Regions from separate parts of the Mus musculus genome. Here region 2 is linked to region 1. The links are chromatin contacts, called in public Hi-C maps. All regions are on one chromosome and are shown on one strand. The core of a region is the stretch at or near the end of the contact, and the rest is flanking DNA. Distances in the headings are between cores, read along the strand shown.

What was found. A called contact is a pair of places that touch in the nucleus more often than the background predicts.
Region 2: a contact with region 1 is called in a Hi-C map of the N1E-115 cell line, with 2.1 times the contacts expected there. The contact joins the enhancer-like site here to the promoter of 1700069P05Rik in region 1. A contact is called at or near these places in 2 of 484 Hi-C or Micro-C datasets (the AML12 cell line and the N1E-115 cell line) and 2 of 115 datasets of contacts at active chromatin or transcription factors (double positive thymocytes and embryonic stem cells).

Annotation. Positions count from the first base shown.
Region 1 is chr6:118,246,009-118,250,978 of GRCm38.p6, reverse strand. 1700069P05Rik (RIKEN cDNA 1700069P05 gene) reads left to right here and starts at 2,525. Exons shown (of 3, transcript NR_040527.1): 1 at 2,525-3,073; 2 at 3,659-3,768; 3 at 4,157-4,284.
Region 2 is chr6:118,289,691-118,294,899 of GRCm38.p6, reverse strand. No RefSeq gene overlaps it. Among named protein-coding and RNA genes, the nearest start is that of Gm30498, 16 kb to the left of the region's middle. Within about 2 kb of position 2,454, at least 8 of the 459 cell types and tissues checked have an H3K27ac peak or open chromatin away from gene starts, as enhancers often do. A contact at or near this core is called in the N1E-115 cell line, where this site is marked.

The DNA.
Region 1 (4,970 bases), core at 1,276-3,775:
CCACTCCCCCACACATGGAGAGTACCTCAGAGAAGACATGGGGCCTAGGTCAGGCTTTGGGAAATCAGCTGCCTTACAAATGGCTAATTCGGCTAATCCATGTCAAGTCCTAGTAGCTTCCATGCCCCAATCAGGAGTCACATGAGCCTCAGCCACACCCACGGGACAGGGCAGCAATTCTCAGTACTTCCAGGGAGAGTTGGAGATTTCCCAAAGCCGTCTTCCCTTGGGAGTATCTTTGTCCCCTCTGCTTAAAGTTCCGGCTCCTACCTTGGGCAACCCGAAGAAGAAGTGGTGTCCCTCTGCAGGTCAGGATCTGCAACCCCACGTTGGAAGCCCCTATCCGGGTATCTGTCTTTGGATCTCATCCCTCTGGGCCCTCAGCCCTCTCCACGGAGAGGTCCCCAGACCTCACCTGGGGTGACCGAGGTATGACTGCCCTGGCACATTGGGCGGTGCTACAAGAAGAGTTCCAAATCAGCCACCGGGCTCCTCCCTTGTTCCAGAAACTTCTGTGGTTCCCGTGCATGGAGAGAACCCGAGAAGGGAAGGGTGAGATGGGCTGCCCTTCTGTTGCCTCCTTCCCCATCTGCCACCCCTGGGGAATCCCACTGTCCTCACCCTCTGGAAAGAGGTGGGAGTGATTCTGGCTGGCTTTGGTCTCCTTGATCTGGAGACATGCAAAACGCGCAGCTCTCTCATGGCTGGGCATTGTCCCGGGAAATCCTGTCAGACCCAGCACAAGCCTTGTGCCAGTGAAACAGAGATGCCCTCTGTGTATATCTGGTGAAAGCCAGAGTGGAGGGTATGGAGGGGTGTTTACACAGATGTGCAAGGCTACTGCTCGAGCCCATCAATTTACCTCAGTGCATATGCCTGGTCTGTGGTGAGATTTAATTAAGGCCAAACCAGCCACAATCTTTGGCTCTTCGTGCTGAGGCTGAGCAAGACGGACATGCTGAGTTGACCTTTCTTTCCTCCAAGACTGCACAGTTAGGTTCCCTCTCTACTTCTGTGTCCCTGATCCCTCTGGTTGCCAGGCCTGGTTCCAGAACCTGGCCTCTGCTGTTTGTCAGGCACTGCAAAGAGATGAAGATGCCTGGCTGGCTGCCCTGGGAGGCTCAAGGTACACAACCTGTTCCCTGGAGTAACCCCATAAGAGGTTATGTCCTCTCAGCACAGAGGCCAGGGACAGGTCCTGGGTTCCCTCTAGGTTACTCTGTAGAGGACTGGGTACTCAATCCCCAAATGACGTGATGGTCACTCCATGGTCTTCTGGGAATGAGGTAAGTGTAAGACAGACCTGAGCAGAGAGAATCGTCAGAAGCACCTCCATGAGGGCCAAGAGAGGTGAACACAGGGCGCCTTCTTCAGAAGAGCATGCATGATAGCAGGGGGTTGGGGGGTTGTGAGGAGGCCACCTTTCCCCTTGGAAGACCCCTGCCAGGGTAAAGGGTGTGACATTAGTCATTCCTCTTCAGACGAACCCATGGGAAAGCAGAGAAAGAACACCTCTGCTGAGTCTGGCCAAAGAGACTTGAGGAAGGATGCAGCTAAGACGGGTCCCAAACAATAATTAAGAATGTTAGTTCAAAATAACATCTATCTACAACCGCCCATCTCATGCTGTCGGGTCACAGAAGCTGATACAAGACATGAAGGGGAGGAAAGGGATCGGAACCCCAAAGCCCAAGACAGACTAAAACCTGGTCTGGTCTCCGGAGCTGGATTCTCAGCCCAAACATCTGGAACCTCTGCATTGGATCCAAAGTTCCAGGAAGGAGCAGAGGACAGGTGGCCTCCACTTACCATGTGCCCTGCCCCGTGAACCCTGGGTCAGAACCAAATTGAGACCTGGAGGATCACTGCACCTGGGGTGAAGGGTAGCCAGAGTCTCTGCATCTGGGAAGCAGGGTGAGTGCCCACCTTTCTTTTCAGGACAGAAAAAGATGCCATATCCCTGCTACCTTGCTGGGTGCTGTGCTGCATTCTGCACAGACTCTCCAAGCTACTGCTGGCTCCTGATAAAGTCCCCACTCCATACCCACTGCTCTAGGGCACCAGGGGCCAGAGGCAGAGGGCATAAGCTCTGCGCAAACATCCTGCCGTCTCCCAAGGAGATTTTCTTTAATAAAAGACTGTGGAAATGTCAGCCAGTCTAAACAAATAGCAAGTTTTATGGAGCTTGAACAGCCTGCATACAATCCTGGAGGTGACTTTGGGGAAAAAAATCAGACTAAAAAGCAGGCACAGAACCTTTCAATATGGGAGCATTTAAGGTCACGATGACTGAACCAGAGACATAGAAGCCGCAGGAAGGAAGGAGATGTCCCCCACAGCCTAGACATGCTGTGTCTGTTCCTGGTCTCTAAGGAGCTGTCTTAGCTACTTTTCCATTGTGACAAAACACCATGACCAAGGCAACTTATAGAAGAGTTTATTAGGGCTTACAGTCCCAGGGGGTTAGTTCACGCCCCCCAAGGCAGGGAGCCTGACAATAGGCAGGCAGGTGTGGCACTGAAACAGTAGCTGAGAACTTACATCCACAACTATGAGGCAAAGAGAGATAACTGGGATAGTGTGGGCCTTTGAAACCTCATGGGTCACCCTCAGTGATACACCCCCTCCAGTAAGGCCACATCGTCCTGAACAGTTCCACTAACTGGGGACCAAGTATTGAAACATACTAAAGTCACATCAGATAAGGGCTCTCTCCTGAAGACCCCAGACAAAGGAACAAAGTGGGTGGACAGCCTTCCCCACACACCTCAGGGGTCTGTCTTCTTGGAGCATCAAAGTTCAGCTTCATTTCCTGTGTCAGGGAGGTCCCAACTCAGGCCTTGGGTCTAGGGGAGCTGCCAAACCCAGCAGTGGGTAAATATTTGTTCCCTCATGCCTATGGGCTTGGGACCTGCTGGGTTTAGGGGCAGGGGTTGAGACTCATGGGGCAAACAGACCTGAGGATCTAGGCACCTACATCCATTAAGGTTTGGAATTCAGAAGCAGTAGGCTGTAAGCACTCAACGTTCCTCTCAAGCAGCATGGATCCAGTTCTAGCCATATTGCCCCACAGGTAAGAAGTGGGTAGGACATCAGGCATGGGTCCCTAGGAATATACTATCTCTAGGCCCTTCCTGCCTCACTCTATGCCTCCTATTCGCCATAAGACAAGCAGCCTCCGGGACACGCTTCTGCCACATAATGTTCTGCCTCTATATGAGCCCAGAACCACAGTGCCCAAGGCACATGGGCTGAAACCCTGAGCCACAAAGAGAAGCCTTCCTTAAGTTGTCCTCCTAGGTACTGCGGTCACAGCAGTAAAAGGTAATCGATACAGTAAATCATCTAAGAGCTAGGACCAACATCAATGGTGAACTCTACACCACTGATGGGTAGCTGGGCCTCCATGAGCAGTAGAGAGAAGGAAAACAGTGGGGTAGTGTCCTTGTCAGATGTCGGAGTGACCAGAAATCTGTGGAAAGAAGTAATGCTGGATCTGGGGCACAGGCTAGGCCACAGACAGACATTCATTTTCTGCCTGGCTATCTCCTTATTCAAGGAGGTTCCATCCTTGGCAACTAACCACCATGCCACGAGGAAGCCCAGGGTTCCTGGGAAGGAACAACAAAACTATGTGTTCCCCCATCTGCTAGAGTAGGTGGAGTAGAGACAGCTGGTCCCTACCACACCCAGCCCGATGTGCAGTGTCCAGAGCAAAATCCACTTCGTTGGTGAGGCTTTGCAAGGCACGGAGTTCAGCATCAGGAGGTAACAGAATCAGTATTTGGGGCTCTTTTTCTATTCTGACTCCCAAGCCGGGTATTGAGCAAAGCAAAATTAGGCTACCACACTATCCCCTTTATGTCAGTCTCTCATCTGGGAGCATTTCTACCCTGAGGGACACAGTGGCCCCAGACAAGGCTAGACCCAGAAGCCAGAATCCCTGTCCCTTTGGAGCATACCTCCACTGTCATGAGCAGACATACTGTCTCATGCAATGCATGAACACATGAGAAACGTGTGTTCAGGACCCATTCTCACATACGAATAAGACTCCAGAGTCAGCTGAGTCCCTTGTCTCACGTGTCCCTACTTGACCTTGGAATAGGCGCATAGGGGAATGATTTAAAAGCCCTTATTCTCCATTTCTCCCTAGTGGTCCACCGGCTGTCTGCCCACCCACTGCTGGGACAGAAGCAGCTCTCAGCCACAGCCACCCCCATCAATCAATATTTTTAATTACCTTTACATGATTGACTAATAAAATTCTCCACTGACTAATTGATTTTTTGATGGGGAGATGAATTTTTTTTTCTCACCTAAATGGCAAGTTGTATTTCTTTTGGTCATTTTAGAAGAAGAAAAATGGGAGAGAGCAGGAATAAGGAGAGACCCAGAGGTTACGAAGATTATAGGCCCAAACTGAAATAAATTAACAGGCAGCCCCAATCACCATGTGGCCCAGCACACACCCAGACATCCTCCTATGCTGTGGTACCATGATGCTCAGGGGGACATTGGACACTGCTTCTTCAAGCAGCATGGGCGGCACTTTGCTTAAGCATCAACTGTTCCATTGTTCTTCAACCTGATCCGTAAAGTTTCCTTTACATTTTATTTATTTATTCATTTATTGCCGTATTGAGAATCAAACCCAGAACCTTACACATGCTAGCCATGTGCCGCATACCTAGTTATATATTCCCATCTCTTTCCTTTCTTTTTAAATACAATCACTGCGTTTCAAATTATTAGAGCAGCTTATTTATTGCCTGTAAGTTGGAAAAGGCAGGCAAATCTAATTAAACACAAAGAGAACTTGCCATAAGCCATGGTGTCAGTGAGCAGAGGCCACTACCGAGGCTGGCTTCACTGCCAGTCACCCACTAGCTCCTAACAGCAGCATTTTCTATTCTGCTCACTGCCCTGGTGCCTAAAGTTGACCAGTACAAGAGACATTCAGTCCCTGC
Region 2 (5,209 bases), core at 1,205-3,704, 44 kb before region 1:
CCCCTCTCGTCACAGTGCTGTCTCTGAAAGAGACTGGGGCTCTGACCTCTAACACCCTGCCATCCCTACAGTGAAATAAGTATCCAAGAGGGTCCCAAACCATATACCCAAGTCACCAGTCCTAGAGAGTAGACCCAATGCCATCTACCCAATATCTGTCCCACACCCAGCCACATCAACCACTTATCACCACACTGCCCACGGCCTGCACTGGGCCCCAGCTCACTCACACCTCTCCTGGCTCTGCCAACACTTTCCTTTTTTCTTCTCTGCTCCATTTCACCTTCCACCCCTTTTCTTCTTGTGCCTCCATACCTGTCTTCGTTTTGCAATTTCTATTTTCTGCTCTGCATTTTCCTTTCTCTCTCTCTTTCTTTCTTTCTTTCTTTCTTTCTTTCTTTCTTTCTTTCTTTCTTTCTTTCTTTCTTTCTTCCTTCCTTCCTTCCTTCCTTCCTTTCTTTCTTTCTTTCTTTCTTTCTTTTTTTCTTTCTTTCTTTCTTTCTTTCTTTCTTCTGCTAATAATAATTGTCCTTTTATCTATCTAAAATAGTCTCATGGCGACCCATGTCTGGAATCTCTTGGAACAGGATGACTAATGTTCACAACCAGGTCTCAAAAGGGGCCTCATGTGGGGACTCACATCTGTGGTGGAGGGTGATCGCTTCAGGTTTGGCCTGGGGCCACTCCTCAGGCTTGCCTCACAACTTCAGGGAGCTGGAGGCTCTTAGCAGGGTGGTGCAGTGGGCAGCCTCCAGAGCATGGGAGCAGCTATCCCACCTGGCCTTGCATTGGACCATGACTAGGAACCCACAGTGTTGGGAAAGAGGGAGAGGCCATTGTCTAGGAGATGATTTAGGAACCAGAGGACCAGTTGGATACCAAGTCTCTCTTCCTTCTCTGATCTACTGGCTGCTGTTTGTGAGAGCATCAAGGGAAGCTATGGAGCACAGAAGGACAACAGTTGAATGTCCTCTTGTTCAGTCACTAGCCCCAAAGACATTACCCTTGGTGAGACAGCACTTAGGGACACTTTAGGATAGTGTTCCTCCATAGTGCAGGGTCAGCACCCCAGGGTCAGAGCCTAGGCTCTGTCTGACCTGCATCCACAGGACAGTCCCAGGTAAGGCAGGCAGAGGCAGCCTGGATGCTGAACTCCTCAGATGCACTTGTGCTGTGAAGAAGGTGCACACTGTGCCTCGTGCTCTGGACCCTTCATGTCCGTCCAGCTGCCTTTAGAGTCTTTTCAGATTCAGATGGTCTTAGGAGGGCAGGGGAATCTCTGAGAAGAGCTGAGGCCTCAGATGTCCAAGGATGTAGGATGCTCACCTCAGGCCTCTCCTAAAGAGAGACAAACCCTTTTATGGAGGAGAAGGTTCCAGGAAACGTTTGAAAACAAATGATTCCCACCCTCCTTGGGATTGGTCTAGGTGTACTGGGGTACCGTGAGCCCCTCAAGATGTCTATCGTGACTACCCGAGTCCATGTCCTTCCTCTGAAGAATGTCTGGTATAGATACAGGCCTTTCTCCCAGAGAAGGTTGGCTGTTCTGTGCCTTACAAGCAGCACCCTGGTTTATAGAGTCAGAGCTCGTCTACACTGGCTATTAGAAAAGGTCACCTCCTCTTCCTGGCCTTCCTTTTTCCTGCTGCACAGAGATCAAAGGACATCTCATTGGTGGCAGTTCTGGCAGTCCCTGTCATCGGCCCTAATGGATGTGGCCCATTAACACAGGGGTTGGGAGGACAGGCAGCAGAGGGACAGAGAACCTCAGATCTGAGCCTCAGGATAGAGGGCAAGAGGGAGGGACAGGAAGATCCAACCCCACCCCAGTGATAGAGGAGGACTAAGAGTGCTCTCACCTGGTGCTGCTGGGTCTGCCCTCCTGGGGGTGCCTAAGAGCCACCCTGCTGTGGAGGAGCTATGAGGGACAGCTGTGGGAGAGGAAAGGTCCTCTCTGAACTCTTATAGCTCTGAAGCCTGCTGTTCTGTCCTGGTGACAGGTCCACAAGCCTGGGGGTCAGAGACACAATGCTTCTCTGAAGCTAGACCACCAGGCTCTAGGCAGAGTGTGGGTAGATGAAATCTGCCCTGTGTTCCATCCCTGGGCAGTGCTGATCCTCTGCCATTGCTTTCCTTGAACCTGTGAACTGGTCCTTGGCAGGATGCTGTCACTACACTACGGAAGTTCCAGCTAATGATGCAGCACACAGAGTAGAACAGGTCACCTCCTGGAAGTCAGCCAGGCCTTAGGACACCAACTGTGCTCAGCACCCCACTGCCTTTATGCCCTGGAGGCTGGAGAACTGCCATTCCCACCCATGAGTGCTCATAGCCCTTTGAGACCTACAGCTGAGATCAACTGTCATCTAATCAGGGAGTGGAGCCAGACTGGGCTAGCTTATGATTCAGGGGGTTAGCCTAGCACATCCGGGAACAAGCCATTCCCTACAATCAGGTCCCTTCCAAGGTCTGGGGATCTTGGAATCCCAGTGCCAGCCCTACCCAGCCTGGTGTCTGGCTGCTCCCCTGGCTCTGTGCTCCCTGGAAGCTTCTGTCTGTCGGCTTCCAGCACTTTGCCACTCCCCCACACCCCCCAGACAAACCATCAGTAATTCACTTTAATGAAATATGGAGACACTTTTATTGATGATGATCCTATCTGGAGACAGGAGAGCAAGAGTGAGACTGTACCTTCCATGGGCTGGGCCATGGGCCAGTCTGTTTTCACAGAACCCTGGGGACCCTCTGAGAGACAGTGCTGATGGAAATCAGGCGGTGATCTGGTGTGACCTGGTTTCACAGATGAGAGAGGCAGGGCAGGAGCTAATAGCCGAGTCTCTTGATCCAGCAAGTTAGAGTTTCCCAGGGATCCTGCACTGCAGCCTACCCCTAAAATTAGGGCCAGATCAGGCTGAGAAACGATGAAGCAGGGAGGTGAGAAGGGAATGGGGCTGTACCAGGCTACAGGACAGCAACTACTTCAGGCTGAGGCAGAAGACAGGGGACTAGTCACTTTGCAGGAGGACCATGTCCTGGTTACAAGCATCAGGTACCAGCAGAAAACTGCTGTGGTGTAGGCCTCCTGCCAGAACACGGTTTCATCCCATTGCCTACTGGGGATTCAGATGCCAGCACTACTTCCTCTGAGTGAGAACCTCAGAGCTTCTCCCCTACCTAACCAGCTCAGAGAACTTGGGAGGGAAGACACAAGTCCACAAAGAAAGATCCCCACCCTATTCCTGCCCATACCATCTGTCAGGCTTGAGCTATCTCTACCATTGCCAGCCAGCCCAGCCCTGGCAAGAGTTGGACCATCTACAAGTAGAAGGTGGAGTCCCTCTGAGGGACTCTTTCTGCCCTGTCTCCTGGTAAAGCATCCATATCTTCTTTCACCCGTGCAGGCTGTGGTAAAGGCAAGTACAGCCTTGGGGAAGGCAGTCAGGCAAGACATGGAGACCAGCTGTCAGCAGCTGTCAATAGAACCTGCAGGCCAAGGTACCTGGGAAGATGCCTGTTTGTCAAATGAGGGCAGCCACCACAGGTGTTCATCTCAGGTCACCCGAGGGAAGCTGATAGCACTGGGAAATAGAGGAGTTCAGCTGGAGGCCACGAAGCTGGCAGGGTTGAGGTCCAGGCCCTGGTGGTACCATGAGGCAAGGCAGACCACGGTGGACTGAGTATGAAGCGGAGTAAAAACATTACTGGCAGGGGCAGGAATGAAGGGACATTATCACATTTGTCTGGCCTGGACTTGCAGCGACGGGCACACAGCTGTCCTATACTCTCAGACCACTTGGCTGTGATAACCACAGACGGCATTGCCCATGTGCTGTACTTCCTAGCAAAAGACTTCAGAGTATCTCGTCCATGGACCTCTGTGGATCCCTCCAACCCTCCCCAAGGTGCCTATTGATCACGGAGCCCAGAGGTGGAGCAGCCTGTAAGCAAGAATCGCTGATGCTCTTCATCAGCAGCCTGCCTCATGCAATATGTAACACTGCATTATCCCTGTGCTGACAGCGTGGACAGAGCTGAAGAGCCTGGTGCTCCCTGAAAGAGGCCCACGGTGCTCCGGACTGCTGAGCTAGGGCGTGAGGCATGCGCTCTGTGGCAGAGCTTGCAGGCCCTGTCCTCACTGCAGCTCCGTTTCTCCCATCTGTGGAATAAGGTGGGTGCCATTTGGCCATTGTCACTCTCCCCCAAACAGTCCCCGAGGTGGGCATTAAAATCTTTACACAGCCCACATGCTCACTACCCAGATGGTTGCATAGGCTCTTTCTCAACACAGTGTTCCAAATAGCTACAATCATGCTACCTGGATAGGTGAGCGAAGTCAATGTAATTTGCCATTCTTCATGCTATGACCCCTTTCAGGCAATCCCCCAGGATAATTCTCGGGGTTCCTAATAATTGCTATATCACGCTCACATCCTGATGTTCTCAGACTCTGCACTGACATGTTATCAGCGCTTGATACAACAGTATCCGACACTACTGACAAGAAGATCCATGACAAGCCTGCTTACCTGCCAGCATCCAGACCAGAGAGGGACCAGCACTGTGCACTCTGCCCCAATCCCTGTTGAGGGAAGTAGGGGCTGGAAGAATCTTTCTAGCATTAGGTTTTCCAAGGACATCTTCCAGGACCCGTATCTCCTGCCTATGGGTAGCTCCTCATTGCTTATGTCCTGAAGGATGGATAAAGACTGCCCAACCTAGAGCCAGAACCGAGTCGCAACTGCTGCTCTTCCTCCCAAAGCTCCTCTCAGATTTCCACTGAGAAGCTTTGCCTCACAAGCCTCTCGTCCTTGCCTCCATTAGAGTCAAAGATTCTGTCATCACTATCAGGCTAGGGAGTGGAGGTAGATTCGTGTTCAAGTCCGGCTGTTTGCCAAGGAGGTAAGGTGAACGTGTGAGTGTGCGTGTGTGTGTGTGTGTGTGTGTGTGTGTGTGTGTGTGTGTTTTCACTTTGAATTTCTGAGCTTCAGTGATGTCGTCTGCAAATGGCATTGGATGTATAAATATTACTGTATGACTGTAGCTGGAAAAACTCCCTGGACACGTGCATGTTGGAGATAACCAAGATCCTAGCATTGGATATACCCAGTGAGAGAGCTCTGGAGTTGAGGCTCAGATCCAGTCTCAAAATCACTTTGTAGAAGCTGGAGAGATAGCTCAGAGGATGGAGTGGTCACCTGACAAGTGGCAA